2 separate regions of the Triticum aestivum genome follow, and region 1 is linked to region 2. The links are chromatin contacts, called in public Hi-C maps. All regions are on one chromosome and are shown on one strand. The core of a region is the stretch at or near the end of the contact, and the rest is flanking DNA. Distances in the headings are between cores, read along the strand shown. Region 1 holds the start of LOC123181145 (putative lipid-transfer protein DIR1). Region 2 holds the start of LOC123167743.

Region 1 (6,474 bases), core at 1,503-4,002, 280 kb after region 2:
TTAAGGGTTCAAAGTTGTTTCCGAGGGTATCAAGCACGGCGCCATGCAAGTGAACGAATCAGAGGAGTTTTGGCTCTTCAATCATGTACGGTATCCAAGCCCCGCTGCTTTATGCATTTTACTGTATTTCTTGTTGCTGTATCATTCTCTCCTGCTCATGCTTACTGTATGGGCTGGTTGCTCTTCACATCTTGCAGTCATTCGTGCTGAGAATGCAAGGCAAAGTTATTCATCTCTGTTGAGGAAACATAGGGCAGCCACTCTTGTGCAGAAAAATCTAAGAGGCTGGCGTGCAAGAAGATACTTCATCAAGATACGGAAGGCTTCAGTGGTTATACAATCTGGTAAGAAGATTTTCCTCATTCTCGTCAGACTCTGCAAAGATAGAAGTGGCAGTATGACTCACTATTTCTGGTTCCCTATTGTCTTCGCATAATATGAAGGTATCCGCGGCTGCCTTGTTAGAAGATGCGCCGGCAATGTCGATCTACTGAACGTGTTGAGAGAATTCGAGTCGAAAAAGGTACACAGCATATCTGTTTCTATGCTATCTAAAATATGATGTCCATGCTAGTAATGTTTCTCATTTGGAACTGCAGAAAATTTGTTTACACTATCTGCTCGCGCTTAAACCCATGAATTAAATTATTTCAGGAGGCAGACGGCGACCAAATCTTGATCAAGGCGTCTTTCCTGGCCGAGCTACAACGGCGAATCCTTCGTGCCGAGGCGACAGTTCGAGAGAAGGACGAGGAGAACGAGATGCTACACCAGCGGCTCCAGCAATACGAGAACCGGTGGCTAGAATACGAGCAGAAAATGAAGGCGATGGAGGAGATGTGGCAGAAGCAGATGCGGTCGCTGCAGTCGAGCCTGTCGGTGGCCAAGAAGAGCCTGGCCCTGGACGAGACGCCTCGGATGTCCGACTCGTCCGTGGAGCAGAGCTGGGAGAGCAACGGGAACCACGTCGGTGGGGGCTCCTCCCAGCAGCTGGCGGCGGCGCCGCGGATCACCGGGCGCGAGATGAACGCCAGCATGAGCGTCATCGGGCGGTTGGCGGAGGAGCTTGAGCAGCGGAGCCAGGTGTTCGCCGACGACGCCAAGTTCCTGGTGGAGGTCAAGTCCGGGCAGGCGGACGCGAGCCTGAACCCGGACGTGGAGCTCCGCAGGCTGAAGCAGAACTTCGACTCGTGGAAGAAGGACTTCGGCTCCCGCATCAGGGAGACCAAGGTGATCCTGAACAAGCTCGCGAGCGGCGGCGGCGGCGGCGGCAACGAGTCCTCCCCCAACTCGGCCAAGCGGAAGTGGTGGGGCAGGCTCAACACCTCCAAGTTCTCGTGAGTTTCTTATGGTGTCTGATGATGATGGTGATGGTGTAGACGCGCCGGCATTTTACACGCCGGCGCTAGTCCTAGAGAGGTTTGTGAGTGCTGCTGCTGCGGAGTCCAGTGTTTTGGGCTGGATGAGTATGTGATTCGTGGAGGGCGAGTTGTATAGTTCTTCCACTGGGGGGCTGCTTCTTTTCCAGGCCGCCCATGAACCACTGAGTTGTGATGTAATTACTTGCTAAGATGTACTACTACTGCTTAAAAGGGGAGAGATTGGGGATTGCTAGTGCCATTTTGTCTTTTGTGTATGTATATGTTTGTATGCGGTTTAGTTTAACTGCAGCCAAGTAGGCTGTGTGCATCTATTCATCCATGCATATGGACTTGCATATATGGCCTTGCATGTTTGTTTTGCACAAGCAGGTGTAAATTGTTTTGATGAATCTGCACACGTGATTGGTTTCAGTTCAGTCATCCAGAATATCTTCACTGCTCAAGATTAGATAATACTATCAGGGAAGTTGCAACGTAGTCAAAGTATAATAATTTTAGCAACTGAATGGCAATACATCTTGCAACAGGTTGCAACGTAGTCAAAGTACAATACTGTAAATAATTCCAGCAACTGAATGGCAATACATTCCCTGTGCTCCGGCATCGTCACCTATAAGTTGACCAGGACGTCTTATTTATTTCAGCAGCGCTAACTGCGCTGCTTACATTATCCAAGCTTGCCATTCAGCCGGCCTGTTCTTGCTTCAGACCTTCGATCCTGTAATAGTAAACCCAAAACATAACCAGCTCAATTATTATTTACAATAATGAGCTCGAACGGCATCGATGACTAATAAACCCAGTACATCTACGTATTTCTCTTAGGTTTGAATGTACTAGCACTCTGGTGGGGTAAGCATCTCAGTCTCAGTTCATTCATGTGCAGGCTGTTAGTTAACCAAGTGAAGCAGCAGCTAGCTCACCTCCGCAGTTCCCAGGGATGCTGACGCCGCACTGCTGGGAGACGTAGAACACCTTCTCCATGCTGATGTTGTCCCTCACGCCGGGGCTGCCCAGGTAGCTGCAGACGCAGGGCACGTCCACGCTCTTCACGGCGTCGCAGCACTCCTGCGACGGCGGCACCGTCGGCGCGCCCTTCTGCACGTACTTGTAGCAGGCCTCGTTGAGCGCCACAACGTCGTCCTGGCAGCCTGCTGGGTCCGCCACAGCCGCGCCGCCGGCCGCCGGCCCCGCCGCCGCCGCAGCAGCGGCAAGGAGAAGGAGCATCGCCATCGCAGTCAGGCTGGCGCGGGCGAGCTGAGACATCTTGCTGGTGTTCCCTTTACGCCGATGCTGTGCTGTGTGTGTCTCGTGGATGTGGATGGTTGCTCTTGTGGTGCGGCGGTGATGTGCCATGCCTTGGGTATTTATAGTGCTTGACGGTTCTAGAGGATCTGACTTGTTTGGTGGGCGGGCTGGCGGGGGAGCTGGTGCTTCGGCTGGGAACCGGCCATGGAAATGCAATGCTTGTGAGCTGGTTCCACGGTGCGTGCTTGCTTGATCTTTGTTTTGCATGCAAATGCGATAGGTGTGAGAATGTTGGTGAGTTTGTTGTAGTCCCTGACCGTCCGCATAGGCGCATACCTGAACAGAACTTCAGATAGAGAGGTTTGGATGCTAGATAAATTTCGGCATGGATGTTTACATGCCCTCAAACATATCATTATTTATTTGCACAATTTGGTGGAAAAATCTTGCTTAGCCTTAAGATAAGCAATTGCGGCCGTGGAAGTAGTCAAGTTGTAAGTGCATCACGGCCCCCATAGTGGGTTTTGATGATTTATGACAACAAGACTAAATAAAGGGACTAAAATTTCTCAAAGTGTCGATCAGCTATAGTGTATAGTCCCAAAAGTTGTTGAGTTTGGAGGATGGTCCGTGACCCCTCGAAACCTAAGGATCAAGCTTTGGCATGATCACTTCGAGTCGTATACATGTTTACATGCCCTCAACCACCATTATTTATTTACGCAATTGAGTGGAAAAAAAAGCAATCATGGTGGTCATGTAAGTAGTCAAGCTGTAAGTGCATCTAGGACCCCATAGTGGGTTTTGATGAATCATGACAACAAGATTGAATAAAGGGACTAACAATTTCTCATATGTTGATCAGCTATAGTCCCAAAAGATATTGAGTTTGGAAGATGGTTCGTGAACCCTCGAATCGAAGGATCAAGCTTTGGCATGATCACTTCGAGTCATAGGTATGCCGATACTATGAAAGGGGGTCTTGGGTCTTGTGAGAAGTACTTCTTGCTATGTGATCAAAGTTCAGTCTCCAAAACCCATCAAAATTTCTCATTATTCCAAGTCCTAACTCTCTTCACATTCATTTGTTCGGAACGTCCAAGTTGATTCCATCCGGAGCCTCTGAAGCAATCTAGAGAGTTAGTTAGTTGCACTTTGTGCACTTCGGATCCTCCAAGCAAGGTGTCTCGTATATCCGAGATGGTACAAAAACTTTCTACTCATGTTCGGTACCTCTAGGTGACTTGTGTCCCAATAATCCTACACCTACTAAAAGTCCTACGTAAGTTTACTTAACCTTCCATACATTCCCTCCTCCCCCCTAATTTAACCGGGGTGGGCCCCATCTGCTATCCTAGCCCAATTACCCACCTCCACATCAGCTTTTACTTAAAAGCCTCATGTAAGCTTTCGTACGTGCAACATTGCTCCTTTTGTCCAGTAGCCGTGAGTGTCATCTGTCCAATACCTCCGAGCCAATTAAAGTTTGGACTAAAAGTTTCGTACAAACACCTGAGTGAGTTTCATCTGGACATTGTGAGATCATATAGTAGCAAAATCCCAGGATTATAGTATAGTTCAAAGCCTCCGAATGTTGTGTGGTCAGAGCCTTCGGGTTGTAATCTATGTTCTATCCAAAAACCATAAGTTTCATTCAAAATCTTTGAGTTACTTCCATCGGGTCCTCCAAGCTTTTGTGGAAAATTCACCTTTGTGCGTTCGGAGTCACCGAGTGTATTCTTTTCATGAAGGAAATATGTCCTAGAGGCAATAATAAAGTTGTTATTTTATATTTCCTTATTCATGATAAAGGTTTATTATTCATACTAGAATTGTATTGATCGAAAACCTTAACATGTGTGAATACATAAACAAACACCGTGTCCTAGTGAGCCTCTACTAGACTAGCTCGTTGATCAAAGATGGTTAAGGTTTCCTAACCATGAACATGAGTTGTCATTTGATAACGGGATCACATCATTAGGAGAATGATGTGATGGACAAGATCCATCCGTTAGCTTAGCATAATGATCGTTCAGTTTTATTGCTATTGCTTTCTTCATGTCAAATACATATTCCTTTGACTATGAGATTATGCAACTCCCGGATACCGGAGGAATAGCTTGTGTGCTATCAAACGTCACAATGTAACTGGGTGATTATAAAGATGCTCTAAAGGTATCTCTAAAGGTGTTTGTTGAGTTGGCATAGATCGAGATTAGGATTTGTCACTCCGAGTATCGGAGAGGTATCTCTGGGCCCTCTCGGTAATATACATCATAAGCTTGTAAGGAAACGATTAAGGAGTTGGTCATGAGGTGATGTATTACGGAACGAGTAAAGAGACTTGCTGGTAACGAGATTGAACTAGGTATGAAGATACCGAGTTATGTGATTTGGTGACCGAATGTTGTTCGGAGCCCTGGATGAGATCACGGACATGACGAGGAGTCTTCAAATGGTCGAGAGGTAAAGATTGATATATAGGATGATAGTATTCGGACACGGAAGTGTTTCGAGGGGTATCGGGTACTTATCGGGTCACTTGAAGGGGTTCCGGGCACCCCTGGCAAAAGATATGGGCCTTATGGGCCAAGAGGGGAAACACACCAGCCACAAGGGTCTGGTGCGCCCCCTATATGGGCCAGCCTAAGGAGGGGAAGGAAAGGGGAGAAGGGAAAGGAAAGTGTGGATTAGGATTCTCACTTCCTTCCCTCTCACCCTTCTTTCCTTCCCCTCGGTTCTATATGGCAGGGGGACGGCTTGGGAGGGACTCCAAGTAGGATTCCTCCTACTTGGGCTGGGCTATTCTGTTACGCGTAATAGAATATTATTCTGTTACTCTATTTGAACTGATGGTTTCAGGCGATTGTACTGATGATTTTCATCTCGTCGAACTGATCGTCTTTTTGTCGGAATGGGGCGTGTAATATATCGTTAGAAAGCTTTTGACATCTACATTACAAATATATAGGAATTTTTTGCAAAATCTTTATGGTTTAAGAGCAGTTTTGAAAAAACCTTTTTTTCAACACCGAAAACGCGAATCGTATTTTGGACTCAATTTTCAAATGTTTTGTCGGAATTGAGCAAATAAGATGGCGTTGGAAAGCTGGTGAAAATCCGCATCTTCCATATATCTATTGTTTTTTCTAATTCTATACGATTTAAAAGTAATTTGGAAAACAGTGAAATTCTGGGCGAAATGTATTTTCGCGATTGTTTGCAAACGGTTTGTCGGATTGATGCAAATGATACGGCGTTGGAAAGCTATGAAAAATGCGCAACTTTTTCATATTGAAACGTTTTTCTAATTCCTTACGGTTTAAAAACGAATTCGAATACGGTCAAATTTGATTTTGAACGCGATTTTTTTAAAGTTTGTCGAAATGAGGCAAATAATATACGGTTGGAAAGATATCAAAAATATGAAACTTAGTCATGTTGAACGTTTTCTCAAATTCGCAACCGTTGAAGAGTAATTTCGATTACGATAAGACCCATCGTGTTGTTTTTTCGTCAGAAAAAACAGAGTGCTTGTACTGATCTACGTGTGCGTTTGTCCTGATATATTCTTCGGAGAGTAATTTTGAAAGGTTCCGAAAAAAGAGTACTTGAACTGATGTTTGCATGGGTTTGTACTGAGCGTGTTTTTTACTAACTATACTTTGCTCTGTTTTGGGTAATATTTTTGCTCGTAAGTTTTCAACGGTTTATTGTATCGCCGCCCCTGTACTTGCATGGTTTATATCATGAAACTGAATGATATTTTTTAAAAAAAAATGTTTTTTTATTCTTTTTTTTGAACTAAACATTTTTTCATAACGATGTTCTGGACTTCTCT
Region 2 (6,079 bases), core at 2,260-4,759:
TTGCGAAAGGGCGCTGATCTGCGCCGGCACACCGGCCCAACTGTTGGGCCGGTCGAGCGCTAGCCGTCCGATACGCTGAGCCAGGGCCGTCAGATCTGCACGAGACACCCCCGCCCCCTCGCTGCACCGCACCCGCCCCCCTCGCCGCACCGCACCCGCCCCGTCGCAGCTCGCCGGGCCAGCTCGACCACCCCGTCGCACCTCGCCGGGCCTGCTCGACGTCGCAGCTCACGTGGGCCGGTCGATGCCGCAGATCGCCGAGGCCGCCGCAGCTCGCCGGATGCAGCTCCGCCTTGCATCTCGACGTGTGCCACACCCCCTGATTGCAGCACCACCGGATGAGGGTTCCAGTGTCGCCACCACGCTGCTGTTGTAGCTCGCCATGCGCCCATCGCAGCACCGCCACGCAGCACCGTCGTCGCCGGTCGCCATTGTTATCTAGCTGTTTTCAGTTTGAAGCTTTTTTAGAAGCGAGTTGTAGCTATTCTCGACGCCAGTTGCAGCTTTTTTCGGCTGCGCGGTGGCCTCCAGCTACCCCGTATCCAGTTAAGCTTTTTTCATAAACGGATGTAGCTTTTTTTGGTGCCAGACGTAGCATTTTTTAGTATGGTTGCAGCTATGACGCACGTCCGTCGAAGCCTATTCTTTCTCTGGTTCCAGCAAAAAATGCACACCGGTCGTAGCATTTTGGGTTGACGGTTGTAGCTCCGATGTGCACCGGCAGCTTGCAGTCGCGCGCCCCGCCGCTCGCAGTCCAGCGCCCCCGCCGGACCCCCTGATTAAAGGTTGTAGCAAAATTCATCAACGGTGGCAGCAAAAAACACCGCCGGTTGAAGCTTTTTTTTCCAACTGTTGATTCCGATTGTAGCAAAACTCGAGGCCAATGGTAGCACGGCAAAATGCAGGTTGTAGCAAAAACTAGACGCCGGTTGCAGCACCTGGTCGTAGGTTGCAGCTATCTGCTGTTGTCGGCCACAAGTTTGCCGTCGTTGGTTGCAACACGTCAGTCCGATAGTTGTAGCTTTTTTTGTTGCCGGTCGTACCTTTTCGCGGCATGGGTTGCAAATTTTCTGATCTTCCAGTTGCAGTTGTTTGTCGTCATCGGCCAAACTACACCGCCGAAAGATTGTAGCAAATAGAGACGCCGGATGTAGCAAAAAAATGATATAGTTGTAGAAAAACCAGCTGTGTTTCCAACTCGCTTATCGGTTGCAGCAAAAAACATCTGTGGTTCCAGCTATGGATTTCGCCAGTTGAAGCAAAATAAAATGATGGCTCCAGCATCGTTGTCCGCTCGTTGGCGACGCAACCTTCACCGTGGTCATCCATGGAGGCTCGTCGGCACGGCTCGGCATGGTTCCCCCGGCGCGGTCCCAGCACCTCCGTCGCGGCGCCCCGATACAGTCCATAGCAGCTTGTTGGAGCCCCAGTCGCAGTCCGCCCCGAGCTCGTAAGCCATGGCCGCCCCTGACCTTGAGCTCGCAGGTCATGGCGCATGGGAGCAGCACTCCCCATGGAGGAGGTGCAGCTGTGGGGTGTGAAGGGAGGAGTGCTCGGAGCTGCCTGGTGCTATGGCGGAGGAGGCGAGCGATGGAGAAGGAAGAAGGAGATGTGTTGCAGATAAGGAAAGGGGTGAGCTGTTTCTGGCCGCATGATTGCGATCCATCTCGCGGCTTGCGTGAGACCAGCGTAACGGTTCGGCCGGCGCACCGGCCACAAACACTTCCCATTGCGAAAGGACAAGCCCGTTTGCAAGAAGAAAGTGTATGCATGGGTGCTGCTTGTGTAAGCAAACTCACATAGCAGCAGAAAACAGCTTAGCATCCAGGTTCCGAGCCTCTGTCTAGTTGGATACTCCTACTGCTGCTACTATAGTAGTACTATTGCTCTCTGGCTTTCTGCACATCCATGCAAGCAAAGCAAAAGCAGAGGCACAAAATCAAGGCGCTGGATTACGGATTGCGACATGGCTCGTCTGCTAGCGGGAGAGGTGGGTCGAGCCATGTGCGTTCAACTGCTCCGACCAATGGATTGCGGGCCCGTGGCGAGGCCGACGTCTCGTCGGAGCCTCGGAGGAACATGTCTATTGCGTTTGCATGCGCTTTTCTTCGAGAATGGCGCTTTAATTTCCTTTCTTTTTTCTTCTAGATAGATTTAGATAGACAGCGTAGTGGGTGCTTGGGGAGCACGGGCGGGCCCCACCGGCGCCGGCATACGGATAAGCAACGAGCGAGCTGACCTAGACTTGCAAAGCTATCAATAAGAAGATTAAGATAAGCAAGCAACGACGATGACGACAACGACGACGCAGGCAGTGTCTGTTCGGTGTGTGCTTGCTGCTGCTCCAGCCTTGGGTCTCTATTGACTGACTGACCGACCGATTGATAAAAGGTAGGATCGGACAAGGCATGTTCGTGGGTGCATAAAAGGTAGGTGCCGTGGAATAAACCCCCGCTGTTATTCTTCTGATGAAGCTACTGTTAGCGTGCTGCGACTTCTGAAGTTTAGTTTGCTGTTGCCTCGTCCTTATTTCACAAATGTTTTGACCACCACGTTAGAAACAGCTTTGTTAACTAAACTAAATAAATACACACTAAAATAGAAGCAAAAACTTGTTTGGGGTAAAATATACCAAAAACGGTTGGATGAACTGGATCATCATAGTCTATTTGCTTTAGTGTGTTAGTATGGTGTATGTATATGGCCGCTTTGTTTCAGTGCCTTTTTCTTAGCACTTACTTAGGGAATTAGGACGTAGCTTTCTTCCTTGGTGTGTGTGAGAGTGTGATACGATAACACGGTGTACATGATGCTGGCGCTAAAGAAGACCCAAGGCCAATAGGTCATGGGCACCTCTGTTTTAGGATAAGTCATGGGTATCTCTTGTGTTAACCATCATACATACAGCACTAGTACTAGTACTTGATTGACAAGGCCGCCACCTCAAAAAACAAGAAGTGATAATGCGCGCGGTCTCAACCAACCAAAACCAAAACCAAAACCCAAGTGGGTGGGTATTGACACATCGCCATGCAGCTGACGTATGTATATATGGCGCCCTATTTTTTCCAGCTCCACCCTTGGCTGAATCATGCATGCTTGCTTGTTTCCATTTCTTCGTATATATGGTCTATAGAAAATAGAGTTATACTCGCTCTGTACAAGGGGAAGGGATCGACGACTGGTTCAGTACTCAATAATGGTTCACAGCGAAAACACGGCATGCGTGCATATTGTATTCATCCACCATACTATGCACTAGGAGTAGTTGATAGTATATGGGTGTTTGATTGACTGACCTCGCGAGACGACCGGACTCCGCACCCTACTATCAACTGCGGTTAAACCTGCTCATTGCTTCTCTCTTCCTCCTTAATCAAACCATTTAATACCTGCATTATGTGGGTTACTTTCAAGTTAGTAGTAGTACTATATATGTTAAGCTGTAGCTTTGTTCCACTCAGTTAAGAACGGTCGTAGCACGAGCGGGGCGTATTCACACCGGGTGCAACATTGGATATTCCTTTTTTTGTTCTTTTCCTCGGAACTTATTTATTTCGGAAATTACTCTACCAGTTGAGGCTGAGAAGATGAAAATATCTTGTTTAAAGACAAGATGAAAATATCTTTAGCGTGCGCTTTATGCTTTTGAGAGGGGTCAGTCCGTCAGAACCTCGGCTCCTCCTCCCGTCCCGGCTATATATAAGCACTCGACCCACACATCCATCGCTCCCCCCCCTCTTGCACTCCCCTCTCGCAGTCAAGTCTGGTCTTGCCCGAGATGAACTGCTCCTTCCTCAAGGCGGCGGCGGTCGCCGTGGTCGTGGCCGTCCTGGCGGCCACGGCCGGCGCAAACTCCTTCGTCTCGGCCCCGCCTCTCCCCACCGTTTTCCTCTTCTCCCCTCCCTGCGTCCTGTGGATCGCCGCCCAGGTCATCGTCGTCTCGCTCTGGCTCCTTTGCCACCGCGGAACCGCCGTTGCGGCCGGACTCTCGTCCACGGCCAGCGACGTTTCCGCTGCCATGGGCGGCATGCTCTTCCCTTCCTCGGAACACGACGTCTTTGCTGCCGCTCCTGACGCCGTCGTCGCGCCGCCGGCGCCCGTCTCGACGAGCCGGCCGCGGGAAGCGAGAACGGCCAAGAGGCCGGTTGACCGCCCCCGCGTGCGGAAGAAGCTCGCCGGCGAGGGCACGGCCACGGTGGGAGGCGCCGCGGCGGAGGCCAAGCCCGAGGCCAAGAAGGAACGCAGCGAGGAGGAGAAGCCGAGGCCCTCTGCCGCCGCGACCGAGGCCGTTGGCGTGGACGACGTGTCGATGGACTCGGCGTGGCAGTCCATCGTGAGGAGCGGCGCGGCGCGGCCGGTGGCCGTGCGGAAGAGCGAGACGTGGGGCGGCGAGGAGCTGCCGCGGATGCGGCGCGCGGCCGACAAGGCCGTGGTCGCGCGGAGGGAGATGCGTAAGTCGGCCACGATGGTCCCGCCTTCCCCGCCGCACCCGGCCGCGGCGTCGTCCCCGGTGGCGGAGAGGCAGGGGTGGCGCACCAGGGACGTGCTGGGGATGGCGCAGGACGAGCTCCTTCGCCGCGCCGAGAGCTTCATCCGGAGGCAGCACGAGCACCTGCGCATGCAGCGGCAGGAGTCAGAGCAGCGGCAGGCCATGGAGCGCGACCGCCGCCGCCCTGCTCCCATCCGCGTCTAGTGGCCGGTCAGCACGACATGCATCGCACATCGCCTATGCACGCGTGTAGCGTACGTACGTGCTAATCCATCCACCACAGGATGGATGGATGCACGTGTCCATGCACGCACGGAAGGGAGACTGTACAGAAGTTGGTCAGCTAGCTAGCCCTACTAGCATCATCATCAAGAGACAAAGATGACTGCCGCCATTGCATGCCTAGATGGAACGATGGAAGGACTGCGTAGGTAGAAGGATCCGGCCATGGCTGTCTAGCTACGTTGCACACTGAAGCAGTACTGTTCTGGTCATGCACCGCGTCCTGCAGCTTCGATCGATGTAGATTAAATCCGTATGTACGTAAGATTATGGTTGAGTGAGGAATCAACGCTACATGTAAGTTATTTTAACCTCTAAATAAATGAAGAGTGGTAGCCGTTTCTTTGTTCTTTTGCTCAATTTTGTTGTTTCAAATTTTCGAGACCCCTGTCCGTAGCGCAAGAATTTCGTAGGAAATCCACAAGAAAATTCATCTCACTTGCCTTGTTCATCAATCATCACAAAGGATGTGTGCTTGATAACTGAATAGGTAGATGTGAGCATGCTTGAGATTGAGGGCCTCTTGCATTAAGCGGATTCTGGATTTCACTGATCTAGTATAACTTTGTACTGAATCAATAATAATTAATATAGATTGGAGGGAGTAGAGGATTAAAATCGTAAGGAAATTTTCTTCCTATCCCTAATCGTAGGATTGCAAACCTCGTTGCATAAGAGTATAGGATCATGAGAAGAAACAAGACAAGAATATAATAAGAGTGCGTGCACAAAAAAAGGATTGTAAAATGCGGGAATCTTGAGACTTGGGTATTTGGTCCACAGAAATAGGAAAGCATGTTGATCTTAATAAGCACAATCAAAGTAAAGTCAAATCATATGAAAATATATAATTAGGATATTATTAGACCTTTATGTACGAATTACTAAAGGAGGTCGGAGTAGATCGTAAAATTCTCGCGTTTTTCTTTAAAACTGTAATCAAAGAAATGTTTCCTCCTTGTTCATTTACTCCATTACTTTGAATCAAATTGAGGAATGGTAGTACCAAAGGGGAAAACACATACTTATATTTTCCTCCACTTCTCCTATGAACTATAGAGGCCCTGATTTGGGAGGAATCCAAACATGAGGTCTGGCCAAATGGATTTTTCTTTAAAGTCCCAGTGCATCTTATGTCTTTCTCTCTGGATTCTCTTCCTAATCATGTAACACACAATCTTAGAAATTATATAATTTTTCTTTGCGGATCGTCCAAAGGTTCTTCCCATCGTTTTGCTTTACGATTCAAGATGTCATGACATTTCAATCATGTGCTTTTCATGTTTCCTTTTTCTGGTCAACGCT

What was found. Hi-C and Micro-C count contacts between places; a contact is called where the count stands out from the background.
Region 1: a Hi-C map of leaf shows a contact between it and region 2, with 4 times the contacts expected there. The contact joins the promoter of LOC123181145 here to the promoter of LOC123167743 in region 2. A contact is called at or near these places in 3 of 5 Hi-C or Micro-C datasets (all in leaf).

Annotation. Positions count from the first base shown.
Region 1 is chr1D:228,358,432-228,364,905 of IWGSC CS RefSeq v2.1, forward strand. It overlaps LOC123181145 (putative lipid-transfer protein DIR1), which reads right to left and starts at 2,753. Exons shown (of 2, transcript XM_044593380.1): 1 at 2,306-2,753; 2 at 1,858-2,100. The coding sequence starts at 2,738. The coding sequence ends at 2,087. LOC123181144 (myosin-1) reads left to right here. Exons shown (of 23, transcript XM_044593379.1): 20 at 1-85; 21 at 198-344; 22 at 444-523; 23 at 655-1,614. The coding sequence ends at 1,341.
Region 2 is chr1D:228,079,910-228,085,988 of IWGSC CS RefSeq v2.1, forward strand. LOC123167743 reads left to right here and starts at 3,510. Exons shown (of 1, transcript XM_044585607.1): 1 at 3,510-5,134. The coding sequence starts at 3,782. The coding sequence ends at 4,696.